2 separate regions of the Mus musculus genome follow, and region 1 is linked to region 2. The links are chromatin contacts, called in public HiChIP or PLAC-seq maps. All regions are on one chromosome and are shown on one strand. Each heading gives the region's core, a stretch centred on a gene start, on an enhancer-like site or on the middle of the called end of the contact. The rest is flanking DNA. Distances are from core to core; before and after follow the strand shown.

Region 1 (3,044 bases), core at 255-2,754, 81 kb after region 2:
GTAAAACACTCCATCCTGAAAGCTAATGGAAATTTAAGATCAGCTGCTTAGTCACTGAAGTTTTTGAGCTTGCACAGAAAGTGTCCTGTTTGTTTGTTAATTAGAAAAAGTGTATCAGTAAGAGTTGAAAAAATTCTTTTTTAAAACGCAATCACATGGATTGTGGAGATGGTTTATGGACAAAGTCCTTGGCATTGAAACATGAGGACTAGAGGTTGGATCTCTCACACTCAAATGCTGGCTGGCTGTGGAAAGTTGCCTATAATCTCAGTGCATGGGATGTGGAGACAGGGATCCACAGAACAAGCTGGCTAACTAGACTAGCGGAATTGATGAGCTCTCCATTCAAGTGAAGAACCCCACTTTAATATGTAGGATGGAAATGTCCAACATCCACCTTAGGCCTCTATGCACATGCTCACATTGCGTACACACACACACACCCATCTGCTCACACATATGTGGGTATGCATGCAAAAATTGTCAAGAAAGGGGAAAAGCTAGAATGCATCAGACTTTCCCCTAATATAATCAAGAATGAAAACAATTAGAAAGCTAACACATTCTCAAACAGTGTTATACAATATCACATCCATTTCTATACTGTCCAAATCATCTTAAGTTTTGGCAAAGTGGAAAGATGCTGCTATAAACAGAACAAGAGAAACAAAACTCTTAAATTGTTTAAATGTTTCTGAACCCAGCAATTTCAAGCTCCCTGTTTCTCATGCCTACTCACAGACTGAAAACCATTCTGTATTTCTCTCGCCAATATAAGAATGTAACCAGACATGCTACCCTCCTAAGAAAAGATACAGGTTCTACTGACTCACAGGTTCCCCTGTGCCCAGTGGCCTTGACAGTGCCTAATCGGAGACGTTGCCTGCCATTGTACTTTTGCTAAAAGTGTCCCTCTACATGTGCCACAAAGATTTGTGAAAATGAAAACTCTTTAATAGATGTCATCCTGTTTAAACAAACTTTATTGAGTTCTACAATCAGAAGAATCTTGCAGACACAAGCAGGTAGTATGGGATAGCCCATGTCTTTAGAGAGCATAGTATTTTGTAAGCAGGATAGGATAACCCATATATAGCTTTGTGTTTTTCTTTAGATTCTAAGATGCAAAAAAAAAAAACCCTAACCAAAAATATATTAAAATCTCTGACACAAAAATATTATTTCCTTAATTGAATTAGGTGGGAAAGATGACCTATCAAAATACTTACCAATTTTTTTAAACTTTCCATTGACTCTTTGTGAATTTCCCATCATGCACCCCATCCCACTCATCCTCCCCATCCCAGTGTATCTGCCCCCTGCCCTTGCAACCTCCCCCACAAAAGAAAATAAAAAAATAAAAAAAACAACAAAAAAAATCTTGTTGTGGAAGCTGCAGTGTGTCACAGTGTGTCACAATGTGTCATATGGTACACCCTTTTGCTCCAACAGTTTTACTTGCACATATTCATTGCAATGAGTCATTGGACTGGTTCCAGGCCTCTGGCTTCTAATACACCATCAATACTGGATCCTCAGTGAGAGTCTTCTTGGATAGCCTGTTGTAGCCCTGTGTCGTGGAGATTCCATAGCTCTGATTCTGCAGGCCCTGCCCCTTTATGTTGTCTAGCAGTTCATAGAGGGTGGGGGTGGGCTAACTCAAAGACACGGATCTGGGTCTGGGTGGTAGTGAGCTAGTCAGCCCAATTTTTTAAGACTCAGCCAGGTGTGGTAGCACATGCCTTTAATACCAGCACTGGTAAGGCAGAAGCAAGGAGATATATGAGTTCAAGGCCAGCCTGGTCTACAGAGTGAGTTCCAGGACAGCCAGGGTTACACAGAGAAACCCAATCTTGGAAATAAACAAATAGCAAACAACCCCCCTTCTGAAAGACTCCTGGCGAGAACCAGGCTCTTAAATATCTGTGAAGCAGTAAGCCAATGGGAAAGGGCTGGAGAAAAAGATGTATAAATATCCAGGTGGCTCTAATGAAAATTGGTAATAAAAGAGGGATAAGATATGTTTCAATATATAAAATAATGTATGTAACTGTTGAGTCCTTATGAAGGTATTATCAGAAAAAAGTAACTATTTTATTTGCAAGACTATGTATGAGGGAGGTAATATGAAGAGTAATTATCTAAATTCAAACACTCCACTGCGTTTGTGTTGACTTTTATAGTATATTTATTTTTATTTTAATACCATTAAGATGCACTTTAGTAAGATAGACATAGAAACCTTCTAACTCCCTTACATGGGGTGTTTTTTTAATCATTATTTAAACAAAACCCTTATCTCCATTAACACCCGAGTATTCTTCTAGATAGTTCTTTAAGCAGTAGTTCCCGTGAATATTTTGCAAAATGGTGATTACTCTGACTGAGAAGTCATAGAACTGAATCCTCCACGTTTATAGACCGACTCCTGCCATCTAAATGATCAACGTGCAGAGAGCATTGAAACCAGCAACTCCCACCAGACTCTCTCTCTACCTCTCAGCAAGTCCCTCTACTGCCAGTTTCTCTGACTCTGCTATAGACCAGGTAGCCTGAGTGCTGACCTCATGCCCTGCCACTATCTATGGACTCAAAGGTTCCAGCAGCTCTTCCTTACAAGGCCACTGCTGTTGGTACGTAGACATCTGAAACCATCTAGCAGATTCACTCTGCAGGAGATTTACTTGATGCTCCCCTTCATCTTAGGAGGGGCTCCAAGTACATCATTTGTCTTTACTTACAGGTCAGAAACTCAGGGAAGCCTGCTTCTGCTCACAGGGAGAAAGTGTCTGGCAAAATCAAAATCCAGGTCATTCCAGATCTGTTCTTTCTCCCACACCATATTGGATGTAGAAATGCAAAGGAAAAAAAATGTTTTTCTGAAACTTATTCTGTTTGTTTTTCCCCACGGATTTTTATACTATTTTCCTACAAAAACCCAAGAAGTAACATTGTGTTAAGGACAGTGTAAACATTAGATATGTCTTCTTGATGGGTCTAGGGACAGAAAGTGTGCTCTAAATAGGAAGGAGACTTCCATTTCT
Region 2 (3,001 bases), core at 334-2,833:
TGATTTTTATTTCAAAGTCAAAGATATAAAGAGTCTAACGGTATTCCAATCATAACTGCTTGAAACATCAGATCATAAGCAATTCTATCAATAATTTTTTACCACTGATGAATTTTAACGTAGCTATACAGTCAGATTCAGTAGGAAAAGGAACCTAAACTAAAGTTGTGTGTGTGTGTGAGTGTGTGTGATAAGAATGCATGATCAGTACATATTTGATGATTATATCATGCAGCAAGTACTAAATCTACACAGGGAACAGGCTTCTAGAACACTTGAAAATACTAATAGTGTATGGCAAGTTGTTTTACAGAAACTAACTTGTCACTACATATCTTGAAAAATGAAATGATTCAGAAGAAACCCTTTTGTTAACTGTTACTAAAAGGTGACATCCGTACTATGTCAAGTTATCGATGACAAAATGAAAATGTGGTGCAAGGTCGCAGGAAAAGTCTCAGCCGACACAGCTGTGACTGTTGGTGGACAGGAAATAACTCTGTGCTTTGTTTTTTGCTTCTTATTTGTTTGTTTGATTGATTGATTGACTGATGATTGATTTTTTACATAGCTCCTCCTTTTCTAAAGGTGTTCTTTATATCCTTCCTGGACGGATAATCTGGTACTGGCAAGCAGTTAAACTTTGAGGAGTATTCCCTCTCATTTTATGTACAACAAAACAAATCATATATGCAGGATGGTCCATTTTCTCAGAAAAGATAGTATTGACTGAAATCTTTACTGAGCAAAAATGTAGAAACTTCTTTAAATTGGTGTCTTCTCCCCATTTTCTCCCAAATTGATCTGAATGTCATCACAGCAAGAAGTCCAGCAGATAATCACCTTGTTCCAAAAGAATGACAAAAACTCAGTTATCCCAGCCTGACTTGCATTGTTATATATTTATTTATAGACACATATATCCAAAAATATGTAAAATGCTTTTGACTCATGAGTAATGTTGAATCATGTTGAAAAAATTATAAAAGAGGGGTGTGTGTAAAATATATAGTGCTAAAAATAATAAAGTCTTAAAAAACTAAGAGGCAGGCTGAATGTTTCCACTCACAGACAACATGATGTATTGTAAAGTGACCCAGACTAAGACAGTACAGAATTGAAATGAGAATATCACTCTGAGGACCAGGATGAAACATCTAGATAAAATCAGATAGATTCAGTCACATGATCTTTGACAAGGATTACACTGCAAAGCAAGAAAGGGTCATCTTTTCAGCACATGATGCCAGGTTAATTGCTTTCTGACGAAATAAATCATCTGCATTGATGCCGGAGAATTCTTCACCTCTCGTTTTGTAATCACATCCCAACATTCCCACACATGCACGTGTTATTTCAGAGTTCTAGAAGAGATACCTCAAGAGTAACAGAAGTCAGTACCAGGACACCTCAGGAAGTCCCAGAAGAGCAGCAGCCGATTGCATTACTCAACACATACTTACTAGCATTATTAGAGGCTCAATGATGAGAGGGTGGGATTTTTGTCTTAAAGGGTGAGCATGAATCATGGTCATTAAAACTTTCCCTTTAGTATGGACCACTGGTGAATCATCCAGAGAAAACAGTCCTGCCTCATTCAGTTTGGCTCTATGGGGACACACTTGCCACGCTGTTAGTGCATCATGCCTTCCTTTGTTACTGAATACTTGGAAATGCTTCTCTTTGTCCTAGGAGGACTCCCAGCCCATAGACATATATTATTATCTCTCTCATCCTTGGGCTGCCTTCCAACCACTTACCTCCCCTGACATCTTGTCTCAAAGGCAAAACAGGGTTGCTGGACATTTCACTAGAAGACGGTTGATAAGCACTCAGTTTGTTTTATTTGGACAGCTTAACCAATGTGTAGTGACGGCAACTACAATGTAAAGCAGGCTCTCCCTAGACCTGGAGGGAATTAAGCCTGGTGGTAGGGAGGGACAGAATCTGGAAGGACACTGTGGGAGTACGGAGAATCTGTAAGCTTTCTGTAAGGAAAGGTAGTCTTACAAGTTAATTTATTTCAGGATTTGGGGGCTGTTATTCTTCTTTGGAAATTACTGATTTCAGCATCTTGAAAATCTGATGTAAAATGAAAAAAATTGAGGAAGAAGAATAATGAAGAGGCTTAAGTTGCCAGACCCAAATCTAGTGGTTCTGACTCTTTTTTTTTTTGTTGTTTGTTTGTTTTTGTTTGTTTTTCAAGACAGGGTTTCTCTGTATAGCCCTGGCTGTCCTGGAACTCACTTTGTAGACCAGGATGGCCTTGAACTCAGAAATCCGCCTGCCTCTGCCTCCTGAGAGCTGGGATTAAAGGCGTGTGCCACCACACCCGGCATGACTCTAACTTTCAATGAGGAAAGAGAATAGTTCCTAGCTTAAAAAAGAAGAATTACAAATATTTTGCCTGTGCCCAGGCTCAGTGCTTTGATGAGCCATTCAAGACAAATACAACCTGAAACTGGCTTTTCAATTCAACCAAAAGCAGGGTAATGATGCTCTGTTGCAACTCACTTCTGCCCTTGATTGGTGTTTAAAGAGGGGTTATTTGATCCACATAAATCCTAATGGATTTCTAAGTATATCTTATTAATGTAACATGACTTTTAAACTGGCATTAACAAATAGTGGTTTATTCAAATGGAGTGTGTGTGTGTGTGTGTGTGTGTGTGTGTGTGTGTGTGTATGTGTGTGTGTGTGTATGTGTGTGTGTGTGTGTGTGTGTATATATATATATATATATATATATATATATATATATATATATATTATATAAAGGTGAGACAACCCCTCAATTCTTTGTCACATTGTATGATCATGTCCACCGGCCTGCTTCTCACTGTCTGTTCCTTCGCTCTTGTCTCTTTTCAATGCTATTTTAAAAGAAATATACAGCATTGTCTTTGGCCTTGAATGATATTTTACTCACATATAAAATGTACACATTATCCAGCACTATTTTTACTAATATTACAGGAATTCAGAGAACGGTGAGCTCATT

What was found. HiChIP or PLAC-seq counts read pairs in DNA pulled down with a chosen protein or histone mark.
Region 1: a CTCF HiChIP or PLAC-seq map of the NIH/3T3 cell line shows a contact between it and region 2, with 19 read pairs. The contact joins two enhancer-like sites. A contact is called at or near these places in 1 of 39 promoter capture datasets (stem cell-derived epiblast-like cells), 1 of 15 datasets of contacts at CTCF or cohesin (the NIH/3T3 cell line) and 3 of 484 Hi-C or Micro-C datasets (embryonic fibroblasts, liver and uterus).

Annotation. Positions count from the first base shown.
Region 1 is chr2:61,286,952-61,289,995 of GRCm38.p6, forward strand. No RefSeq gene overlaps it. Among named protein-coding and RNA genes, the nearest start is that of Gm26422, 8.2 kb to the left of the region's middle. Within about 2 kb of position 1,505, at least 9 of the 459 cell types and tissues checked have an H3K27ac peak or open chromatin away from gene starts, as enhancers often do. A contact at or near this core is called in the NIH/3T3 cell line, where this site is marked.
Region 2 is chr2:61,205,823-61,208,823 of GRCm38.p6, forward strand. No RefSeq gene overlaps it. Among named protein-coding and RNA genes, the nearest start is that of Gm26422, 73 kb to the right of the region's middle. Within about 2 kb of position 1,584, at least 15 of the 459 cell types and tissues checked have an H3K27ac peak or open chromatin away from gene starts, as enhancers often do. A contact at or near this core is called in the NIH/3T3 cell line, where this site is marked.